2 separate regions of the Ovis aries genome follow, and region 1 is linked to region 2. The links are chromatin contacts, called in public Hi-C maps. All regions are on one chromosome and are shown on one strand. Each heading gives the region's core, a stretch centred on a gene start, on an enhancer-like site or on the middle of the called end of the contact. The rest is flanking DNA. Distances are from core to core; before and after follow the strand shown. Region 1 overlaps TMEM255B (transmembrane protein 255B). Region 2 holds the start of MCF2L (MCF.2 cell line derived transforming sequence like).

Region 1 (4,717 bases), core at 910-3,409, 390 kb before region 2:
AGACACACGTGGAGGGGCTGGGGAGGGGGCTCCTGGCCGCTTCCCCTGGACGGCAGGAAGCCAGGCGTGCCTGCAGTGGGGAGGGAGGAGCTGGGCCCTGGTCCTCAGCCCACTGGGGTCACTCGATGACTCCTGGCTTGAGACCAACACCCTGACATACTCCTCAACATAAATAAACGTCTCCGTGACTATGAAACTCTTTATGAAAAGCCCCTAAATTTATATGTGTAACTTTTGCAAAGTCAGGAGTTTGTCTCCTTGCCTTTGTGATGAGGATGGCTCACGTTAGGGAGAGGACGGCAGTTCGTCCCCAGCTGCGGTCCGGACGCCCTCTTCCTTCCCTGCCCAGCACCCAGACCGCAGGGGCACCTGCTGGGCTGGAGCAGAGCTGGGGACCCGAAGGGGCTGTTGGGTGTCGTGCGTAGTAAGACGACCTTCCTCGCCCTAAACAAGGCCCGTTTGGTCCCTGTGAGCCTCAGAAACAGAGCAGTCTCCGTGTTCTCTGCAGTCTAGGCAGGGAAACACAGCCCTGTGAAGTCTCCTCTCAAACGCCATTGGGTCTCGTGATGTTCAAACCAGGTTTCTTTGGTGGAAAATGACCTGCCCAAGTCTCAGGGCTGGGCCAGACTCATCCTGCAAGAGCCCGCCTTGGGCACGGGGGCACCCGCCCTGGGGCTCAGGGCGTACACTCAGCCTCTCCAGGCCCCAAACGCCTGCCATCGTGACATGACGCCCCCAGAAGGGACAGCTTTGCAGAGAGGCTAAGTCCTCAGCCAGCCAGCCAGCCAAGTGAAGGATGTTTCAAAGCCTACACGCTGCTTCTCAGCGGCCACAGGGTCCATCGCAGCCGATGGAATTCCTGTGCCTAAACTTCGCTGGGTTTGTTTTTTAACAATATGCCCGAAGCGAGTCAAAGAATTAACAGGATTGGTCACAATGACTTTGAGCTAAAATTCCAAATTGATGAGGTTGCTGGGTTTGCAACCTTTGGAGCTGAAATTCCAGGACAGTCTGGGGTGGGGCCGCGTCCTGCCCGCAGAGGCCACAAGGCCAGCGCTGGGCTGGGCCCACCCGCAACACGGGGCTCTCGAGCCCACATCTGACAAAACACCGGCGCGTTCGCTCGACCGCGGTTTGCACACACTGCCCTTTTTGCTGCTGCTACAGACTGAAGGTTTGCGGCCACCCTGAGCTGGGGGAGCCTGCTGGCACACTTTCCCAGCAGCGTTTGCTGACTTCGTGTCTCCGTGTCCCATTTCAGTAATTCCTGTGATGTCTCAAACTCTTTATTATCATAGCTGTATAGTGACTGCTGATCAGTGGGCTTTGATGTTACTATTGTGGTTGTTTAGGTATTTTTCAGCAAGAAAATGTTTTCAATGAAGCGATATACCTCTTTCCGGTAGACAACACTGCTGACGGCGGACGGGGGGGAGAGGGCCAGGGAGTCCGTGCCCCCCCCCCGCCCTGCCCACTCACCCCGGGGCCACTGCACGGGTCCCTCCTGCGGTAGGGACGCATCCACAGCTCGGAAGAGGGAGCCGCAAGGACCGTCCTGAACGTGGGGCTGGACCGGGTCTGCTGGACGGAACTGCGTCCCCGCCGGTAGGGGGCGCCGGAGACCGCGTCTTGCTGACCCGGCCACCTCCCCTCCCCCCGCCCCGCCCCCGCTCCTCCCCGCCCCCTTTCCTGGGGCTGTAAGCGGGGACTCGGGCCTGCAGCAGCTCGAGGCCTGCGCTCACCTGCTTCCCAGGCGTGTCTGGCCGCGGGCACAGCTGCTCCCAGGCGGCCCCTGCAGGGGTTTCTCAGCAGAGAGCCGGCATCTCAGGGGCGCCTGCGCTACAGCTGGGGGCCCACGTGGGGTCTCCCCGCCGAGAGGCAGACCCGGCCCTGCTGGACACCCCGGGGGCTGACAGTCGGACAGACGCAGCCCCAGGAGCTCGCCGCCCCCCAACCCCAGGACACCACTGGAGCAGAGCCCACGCGGACCCCCGGCCTTCCCAGGCCGTGGACGGAGCTTATACTCAAGCCGGGAGGACTTCCCTTGGGCAGATGCGCACCAGGAGGGCCGCGCTGAGGGTGGCCGCCCTGCCCTCCCTGGGAATAGCACGTCTGCTGGGAAGCGGCCCTCACCGCGCACAGCCACACTGCCTTCGGTATGGTGCATGACGACGAGACGGGGGAGGAGCGCGGAAGAGAAAGATAACTGCTCTGTAAGCGGCGAGGCCCCGCCCCTCCAGCGGGAATTTTAGCTCAGCTGGGGGTGTGGTCTCACGGGGGGGGGGGGGGGGGGGGGCGGGCGGAGTGGCCTCACCACTGGGGTCCTACGCATGGTCCTGGCCTCTCCTGCACAGATGAGCCAGGGGGGTCTGCAGGAGGGTCTGCAGGAGGGTCTCCAGGAGGCGGCCACCGTGGGGAGGGGGCTGCTTTGAACAGACCAAACTACTGCTTCCCATCTACGCCCTCTGCATCACGGTGTGTAGGGAGGGGGCTTCTCCCCAGCGAGGAGGTGGGTGGGGACGCTGATGGGGTGCCGGCAGCTGGAGCTGGACTGAGGCTGCGAGTCCTCGGGCAGAGGGAGGTCGGAGCCGGGTGAGGCCGCGAAGCCACCGGGCAGCTGCAATCAAACAGAAAAGCGTCCTCAGCCCGCGGGAGCCCCTCAGAGCCCACCTGGGCTCAGCCCCCAGGCCCAGGCCCGTAGGCGGTGACTGCTTCCTGATGAGGCTGAGTTCCCAGGGGCCACAGAAGGCCCTGATTCAGCCCCGGGGGGCCCCCACTGTGCCTGCGGGACACTGGTCTCAACACCCAGAAGGGTGGCCGTCGACCACCTGCCACTGGACGCTCGGACACGTGAACCCTGCCCCAGGGAAAGGCTGCCCAGCTCGTTTGGGGCCCCGGGCTCACTCAAGCTCCGTATGTTAAGGGAAACCAGGAACACCAACGTTCTCCATAGTGTGTGATGGCTAATTTTATGCACCAACTTGGCTAGACTGCGGGCAGTGCCCAGGCGCCACACTGCCGTCCAGATGTCATCCTCAGGGTGCTCTGTAGCTGTGATGAGCATGTGGACCAGCAGATTACACTCTCTGTTGCAGTTGGGCCTCATCCGATCAGTCGAAGAGGAATGCCTGAGGTCCCAAGCAGGGGGAATCCCGCCTCGAGGTGCCTTCAGTCGCAAACCCATTCTTCCCGGGGCTCCAGCCTGCGGCCTGCCCTACAGATTTCGGGCTCTCTTCCTCTAGCTCTCGTTTCTCTCCCTGTGAGTCTGTCCGTGTGCCGCCTCCATCTATAAATACATCTTTCTGTGTGTCTCCTCTGTGCAGACACGCCACTGGCTCTGCGTCTCAGGACCACCCACACTAACACACCTAGATGCCAAGCAATCCTGCAAAGAGAACGTTGGGGCACGGCACAGCTTTTAAACAAATAAAACTTCCAGTTTTTTTTCCACCAGCCAACAAACCTCTTAAATTTCTCTCTTTTTTCTTAACTTCTAATGGTTAGAAATGCCTGATTAAAACCAACATTAAGTAAGTAAAGAAAGCAACCCCTTCTGTGACGGGACAAAGTGAGGGCATGCAGGCTCTGGCCTGCAGTGGGGCTGCGTGGGTCCTTGCACTCCACCCATCAGGAGCCCAGGGCCAGGGGGCACCCGCCTGCCTGCCCCTCCTCCTGGAGACCCTCTAAGGGGGCTCTAGGATCCAAGGGCCCTGGGCCCCTGCCCACCTCTGTTGCTTTCTCTCTCTCAAATTCACACTTCTTTCTGACCTCGGATGACAGAGGAAATCTCTAGAGAACATCCTCTCAGGTCTGTGGGGACCCCCGCTCCCACTGCGCACGTGTGTGCTCTGTTCTTCATTGGAAACGAGCCGCTGAGAGAAGCAGGGAGTAAACCACACCAACCGCAGAGGAAGCCAGTGGGAACCGCAGAGGAAACCAGTGGGGACCGCAGAGGAAGCCAGTGGGGACCGCAGAGGAAACCAGTGGGGACCGCAGAGGAAACCAGTGGGGACCGCAGAGGAAGCCAGTGGGGACCGCAGAGGAAACCAGTGGGGACCGCAGAGGAAGCCAGTGGGGACCGCAGAGGAAGCCAGTGGGGACCGCAGAGGAAACCAGTGGGGACCACAGAGGAAACCAGTGGGGACCGCAGAGGCAACCGCCAGGAAACAAGAAACTACCAGGAACCAGGGAGGAAGCCACCACAGCGCAGAGGCAAACCAGGCTCTGCTCACACAGGTGACGCCGTCAGGAGGGCAGACAAAGAGTCCTTTAGTAAAGGATGCGAGACCCTTACTTACTGGATGTAAGGCCCTTAGTGACAGCGTGCAAGGCCCTTCATTACAGGATGTGAGTTGATTGTCAGTGGGTCCTTATTCCTGCATTTCCTGATCAGGCAGCCCAGGGAGTCAGGAAGGTGAGTTCCCTTTTGTGAGTTTTCTTTTGACTAACTGCTCAAAACAGCTCCCAACAGCGGCTCACTCCCTCTGTCAGGCAGGAGTGTTCTCCACTGCCAGCGACTGCACCGACACTTGCAGAGTGCCTTTCCTCCTGCGCTGGGGGCAGAGCTGGGGGCAGCCATCTGTCCTCCTCCTCCTGATGAGGCACACACGGCATCTCCCTGGGGTCTGATTACTGCTGTGCATGGAACTGTGCCCCACACGTGCTGCTGGTGAAAGCTATCAGGCCCTCGTCATCATCGGTACAGACCAGAGGATGT
Region 2 (4,724 bases), core at 3-2,502:
AGGTCCTGGCCAGACGGTGAGCCTGGGGCCTGGGGGGTGCACCCCGCCCTGAGGGACTCAAGTGCTGAAACACAGCCAAGCCCCTCTTCCTGCCCCTCTGGACTGACTCACCCGGAGCACCTGCCCTCCTGGCCGCCCACCTGGGCCCACGGGCAGCATCTGCCTGTCCGGCCCCCCGCCGCAGCGGGTCCAGGAGCTGGGAGCAAAGCTCAGAACTCAGGTCCCCGAACCCGCTCTGGGCCGGCCACTGGGTCAGATCTGCACTTTAGGAGACCCTCCACCGCGAGGTCTCCCTCAGGGGGCCACCCCTCACCTACCTGTCCAGTGGGGTCCCCCGTCCCCTGGGAGGGACTCACAGCTCCAGCGCCAGCACCCCCGGACACACATCTATTTTTGTGGCCTGGCCCCTCCCAGTGGTCACGCATCCTGCGGCCTCCCACGGCCGCCCCCACACATCCTGCCCAGCCTCAGGGTCACCTTAACCCCTTCCCTGTCCAGGGCAGGCTGGAGGTCCCTTAGGGGCAGGGTGGGAAGCTTTAAAGCTAAGAGGCTGCACCTGCTCCAGAAAAGTCTCCTTCCGGCCAGCTGGAGCAGGCTCCTGTTTAAGCGGCCAGCGCTGCAGAGAGCAGAAGGTGGTTTTTAAAAACTAGCAGGAACACCGTTTAGGGCTGAAAGAGCAAAGGGCCTTGTTTTTAAACTGCTGAGTCTCACTTTTCCGCTGCCAGTTTGAAAAGCAAAACAGCCAGACGGGCCGGGAAGCCCAGGTTCAGCCAGCCGCCCTCAGCGGCCCCGCCTGGCCCGGCGCCTGCTGGGGGTCTGGACGCCAGGGTGCGGCCCTGGGAGGGGCCGGGCAGTGACACCTGTCCGGCGGGAGGACCCCGGCCCGACAGTGGGGGGCGTCCCGCACGTGGAGCCCGCGCTCCCGCTCTGGCGGCGGCCCCTGGACACCGCGCAGCGGCCCCGCTCCGCCCCGGCCGGTCCCGGGGCTCGCTGGGGTCGCACGCGGGCGGGACGCGATTGGAGCGCGCAGACCGGTCACGGAGGCGATCGGAGCACGCAGACCCGGCACCGGCCTCCGGGACGCTGAGTCCACGCCCCCCACCCTCCTCCGTCGGCCCCTCTCCCGGGCCCTCCCCGCCCCCCCCACCCGCGCTCACCGCCCACGCTTCCCGCCCCCACACACCTGCCGTGGGACGTCCTCCCGGCCCGGTCCTCCACCCGCAGGTGCGCGGACGCCCCTCCTCCCCGGCCTGGGGGAGGGGAGGGGAGGGGGAGGGCTGCGGGGCGGCGGCGAGGACGGTGGGGGAGGGGACCGCGCGGAGGGAGAGGGCGGAGCGCCAGGGAGGACGGCTGAGGGTCTGCGCCGAGGGAGGGGGCGGGGAGGCGCCCGGCCCCGCCCCGCAGCGTGGGTCCCCATCACCGCCACCGCTCCGCCTGCACGGAGCAGGCGGTCTGCTGTCTGGGCTCGGGGTGTGCAGGCCCCAGGGCAGGGCCGTGCAGCTGCGGGGGGGGGGCCCCCTTTTTTGCAAGAAAAGGGAAGGGACCGGTCTTCTCCCTTGTGGGTCCCCCTTGTTCAGGGAAACTCAAGTTCCCCAGTAGAACTCGGGAAGTTGAGGCGCGCAGGCTGACACGTCCCCAGTGTTGCTCTAGGTGTAAACTTTATTTTAGCTGGCGCTTTCAAACGTCTGCATTCTGTGGGCGACACCGGGAAATCGGAGGAAGGCCAGCACAGAGCCCTGTCGGGAGGGCAGTAGGCACAACCCCAAGGCTCCAGGGGGCCCCACGCCAGGAGCCCCATACCCGCCCCGGGGCGCCCCTCCAGGCCTGAGGGGAGGGTGTGCCAGCCTCTGCAGGGCTTTCCTCCTCCAAGTGCGGTCCCCACCACCCGGCATGGCCTCCCCGTCAGCCCCCCGCTTAGCCAACGCCCCCCAGGTGGTGGGCACGGCTGAGCCAGGGCTGCCGAGTGGACAGGACCCTGCACACGCTCAGAGGCAGGGCTGCCGCGGGGAGGAGGCTGGCCTGAGTGGACAGCGAAGCGAAGGCAGGACCTTCCTCAGATGGACGGCTTCCTTCCCGGAGCGAGCGGGGATGGGAAGGCCCCAGGACCCTGGCAGAGTCAGGGCGGAGGCAGGGGCCTCTCCTCTGAGGGCCGGGTGGATGTGCGGGCGTGGGGGCCTGACCCGCTCGGTGGGGCCTTTCCCGTGACCGCAGGGACCCGGGGTCCTGGGGGTGCTCTCCAGGGGCCGTGCTGAGTGTCGCTGGAGCCCTGAGGGCCAGAGGGGGGCGCCCGGCCGGCCTGCCCGGAGGATGGGCAGCGCTCAGTGACCCCACGACCCCGGTCAGGTCTGCAGGCCCGGCACTGCCCCCAGGTGCGCGTCCCGCGGAGGGTCCCAAGCCCCACCTCGGCCACAAGCACTGGGACCGGAGAGCCTCTCCCACGGCAGGGAGGCCTCCAGCCTTGGGACGTGGTCACTGGCCCAGGAGGACGCGGAGGACAAAGGCCCAAGACGCCTGTGCGCTCAGAGACGGCTGGTGCTGATTCAAGTCTTCCGACTCCAAGGCGAATCCCAGAACAAAAGCCCGGGGCGCCCTGCTGGCCAGGGGCCCAGAGGGCCAGGCCAGGCCTTTGTGCAGCTCTGGAGGCTTGGGGGATCACCATCACAATCAGGGCTCTGGGAGGGCTCTGCGGAGGACCTTCTGCTCCCGCTGGGGTCAACCGCTCCCGAGGGCGTGGGCAGAGGTGGGTAGGCGGCCTGGAGACCCCTCGGGCCTGGGGCTGCGTCTCTGCCTGGTTACCGTGCCCTTGGCCCTTCAGGGAGTTGGGGACTTCGCTGTTTGAGGTGAATTCCTCTGTGGAAAGCCTCTCGCTCCCACAAAGAAGTCTGTGTTACAGGAAGTAATCCCAAGTGGCTCAATGGGTAAAGAATCTGCCTGCAAGGCAGGAGACTTGGGTTCGATCCCTGGGTTGGGAAGATCACCCCCCCACCGCATTCTTGCCTGGAGAATCCCATGCACAGAGCAGCCTGGTGGGCTACAGCCCACGGGGTCGCAGAGGGTTGGATGGATGGAAGCGACAGAGCGCACATGTGAAACCCGAGTGGGGTGCCACCCCGCTCCCAATAGCCGGGGGTCCCCTGAGCCTCTCAGCGCCTGCCTCTGCCCTCTGGGTCCAGGTCAGGTGGGGCATGCAGGAGGCTGAGGGGGGGCCTGGTCCTCTGGAGTTCTGAGGTGACCCTGGGGCATGAAAGGGGGTTTCCTCCCACGTACCTGGGGCCTCAGAGGGGCAACCTGCTGGGGGAGACACGGGCGCCCCAGGCTGCAGCAGCCATGACCTCCCCGCCCGCCCATCCTGAGCTGCAGCTCCTCGGGGCTCGTTTCTTGGCTGCTGGCCGACCCTGCCCCACGGCTTTCCTCTGGGAAGCCAAAGGCAGGGCCACCACCAGTCTCCAAGGAATGCTGCTGGGCGGGCGGGCGGGGCCCTGAGCCTCCAGCCTGGGGTTTATTCAGGCAGCAATGTGGCCCCAGGCCCACGCTGGCCGCTGCGCAGTTCACCTTGTCCAGGCGGGGCCCGGGGCCCCCCGGAGCTCACCCCCACTGTGGAGTCAGGCTGTGAACACTAATGAGACGGGGAAAGGAGGTGCTTAGCAGCCGGCCCAGTGTGGGCAGGACCCCCGGACCTGCTGGGCCATGGTGGACCACTGTCAATTAGCGCCGTGCAGCCCGGGGTGGGGATGTGGGGCGGGGTGGCTGAGCTCTGTCCCCAGCTCCCCCTCCCGCTGCCCCCCTCACACGCAGCGTGACGGTTTCTGCCCTGCAGCAGGGCCCCAGAGCAGACCATCGGTTGAACTGTGTCTCCCCAAAAAGATGTGTTGAGGTCCTGACCCCGGTACTCTAGAATGTGACCTTTATTGACACAATTTATCTGAAATAAGGTCATCAGGGCGGGGCCCTCACCCAAAGTGTCTAATGACCTCGAGGAGAGCGGAGGCTGAGACAGGCAGAGTGGGCGGGGCCTGAGGATGGAGGCAGAGATGCGTCTTCAGGAGCCCCGAGGCTGGGAGGCTCGAAGCCCCAGGGAGCCAGCTGACCTCCGCCTGCGGTGCCCGCTGGTGCGGCCCAAGGACAGAGCGAGCAGACGGCAGGAGGCGGCTTTACCTGCAGGCGGGAAGCGGAGCTGCGCTGCCTGGCAGTCCTTTCTCTCCGTCCTGTCCATGGGGAGCGACCACCTCTTCCCTGTCCTAAGACAGCCTGCATGGGCCACGGTCACAGCTCGTTACCAAGTTTTCGCAGGGACAGAATGAAGGGACAAAGTCGGTGATTAAATAGCGAATCTCACTAGGGGATGGTGAGTAGGAAAGTATGGGCGATCCCTGTAAGCTAACGACCTCTTGATAAAGCTCCACCACAAGCCCCCAGCAGAAGCCTGAGGCCCAAAGCAGTGAAGCCGAGGTGCACGAGCCCCACTTCCTGCCCAGCTCGCCAAGTTAGTGGCCCCTGGGCCATGCTCTCTGCACACCTGCAAGGCGGTGATTTGTGGCCCTAGCTCGACCACAGAGGGACAAGAAAATGCCCCTTCCTGGCGTCCCGGTCTGGAGGAGGAGCTGATGGCAGCGTGACATCTACTCGGGAGAGACAAGGGGGTCCTCCCCTCCTCCCCACTCCTCCTTTGATTACGAAACTGTAGCCCACTAAGTGCTCGGAGCCTGGCACACTCACCCGCCCAC

The links. A called contact is a pair of places that touch in the nucleus more often than the background predicts.
Region 1: a contact with region 2 is called in a Hi-C map of liver, with 4 times the contacts expected there. The contact joins the enhancer-like site here to the promoter of MCF2L in region 2. A contact is called at or near these places in 3 of 16 Hi-C or Micro-C datasets (liver, muscle and tail adipose tissue).

What each region holds. Positions count from the first base shown.
Region 1 is chr10:86,127,538-86,132,254 of ARS-UI_Ramb_v3.0, reverse strand. TMEM255B (transmembrane protein 255B) reads right to left here. Exons shown (of 9, transcript XM_027973884.3): 9 at 2,289-2,617. The coding sequence ends at 2,471. Among named protein-coding and RNA genes, the nearest start is that of TMEM255B, 22 kb to the right of the region's middle. Within about 2 kb of position 2,159, at least 7 of the 54 cell types and tissues checked have an H3K27ac peak or open chromatin away from gene starts, as enhancers often do. A contact at or near this core is called in liver, where this site is marked.
Region 2 is chr10:85,737,087-85,741,810 of ARS-UI_Ramb_v3.0, reverse strand. MCF2L (MCF.2 cell line derived transforming sequence like) reads right to left here and starts at 1,252. Exons shown (of 34, transcript XM_042255086.2): 1 at 1,184-1,252.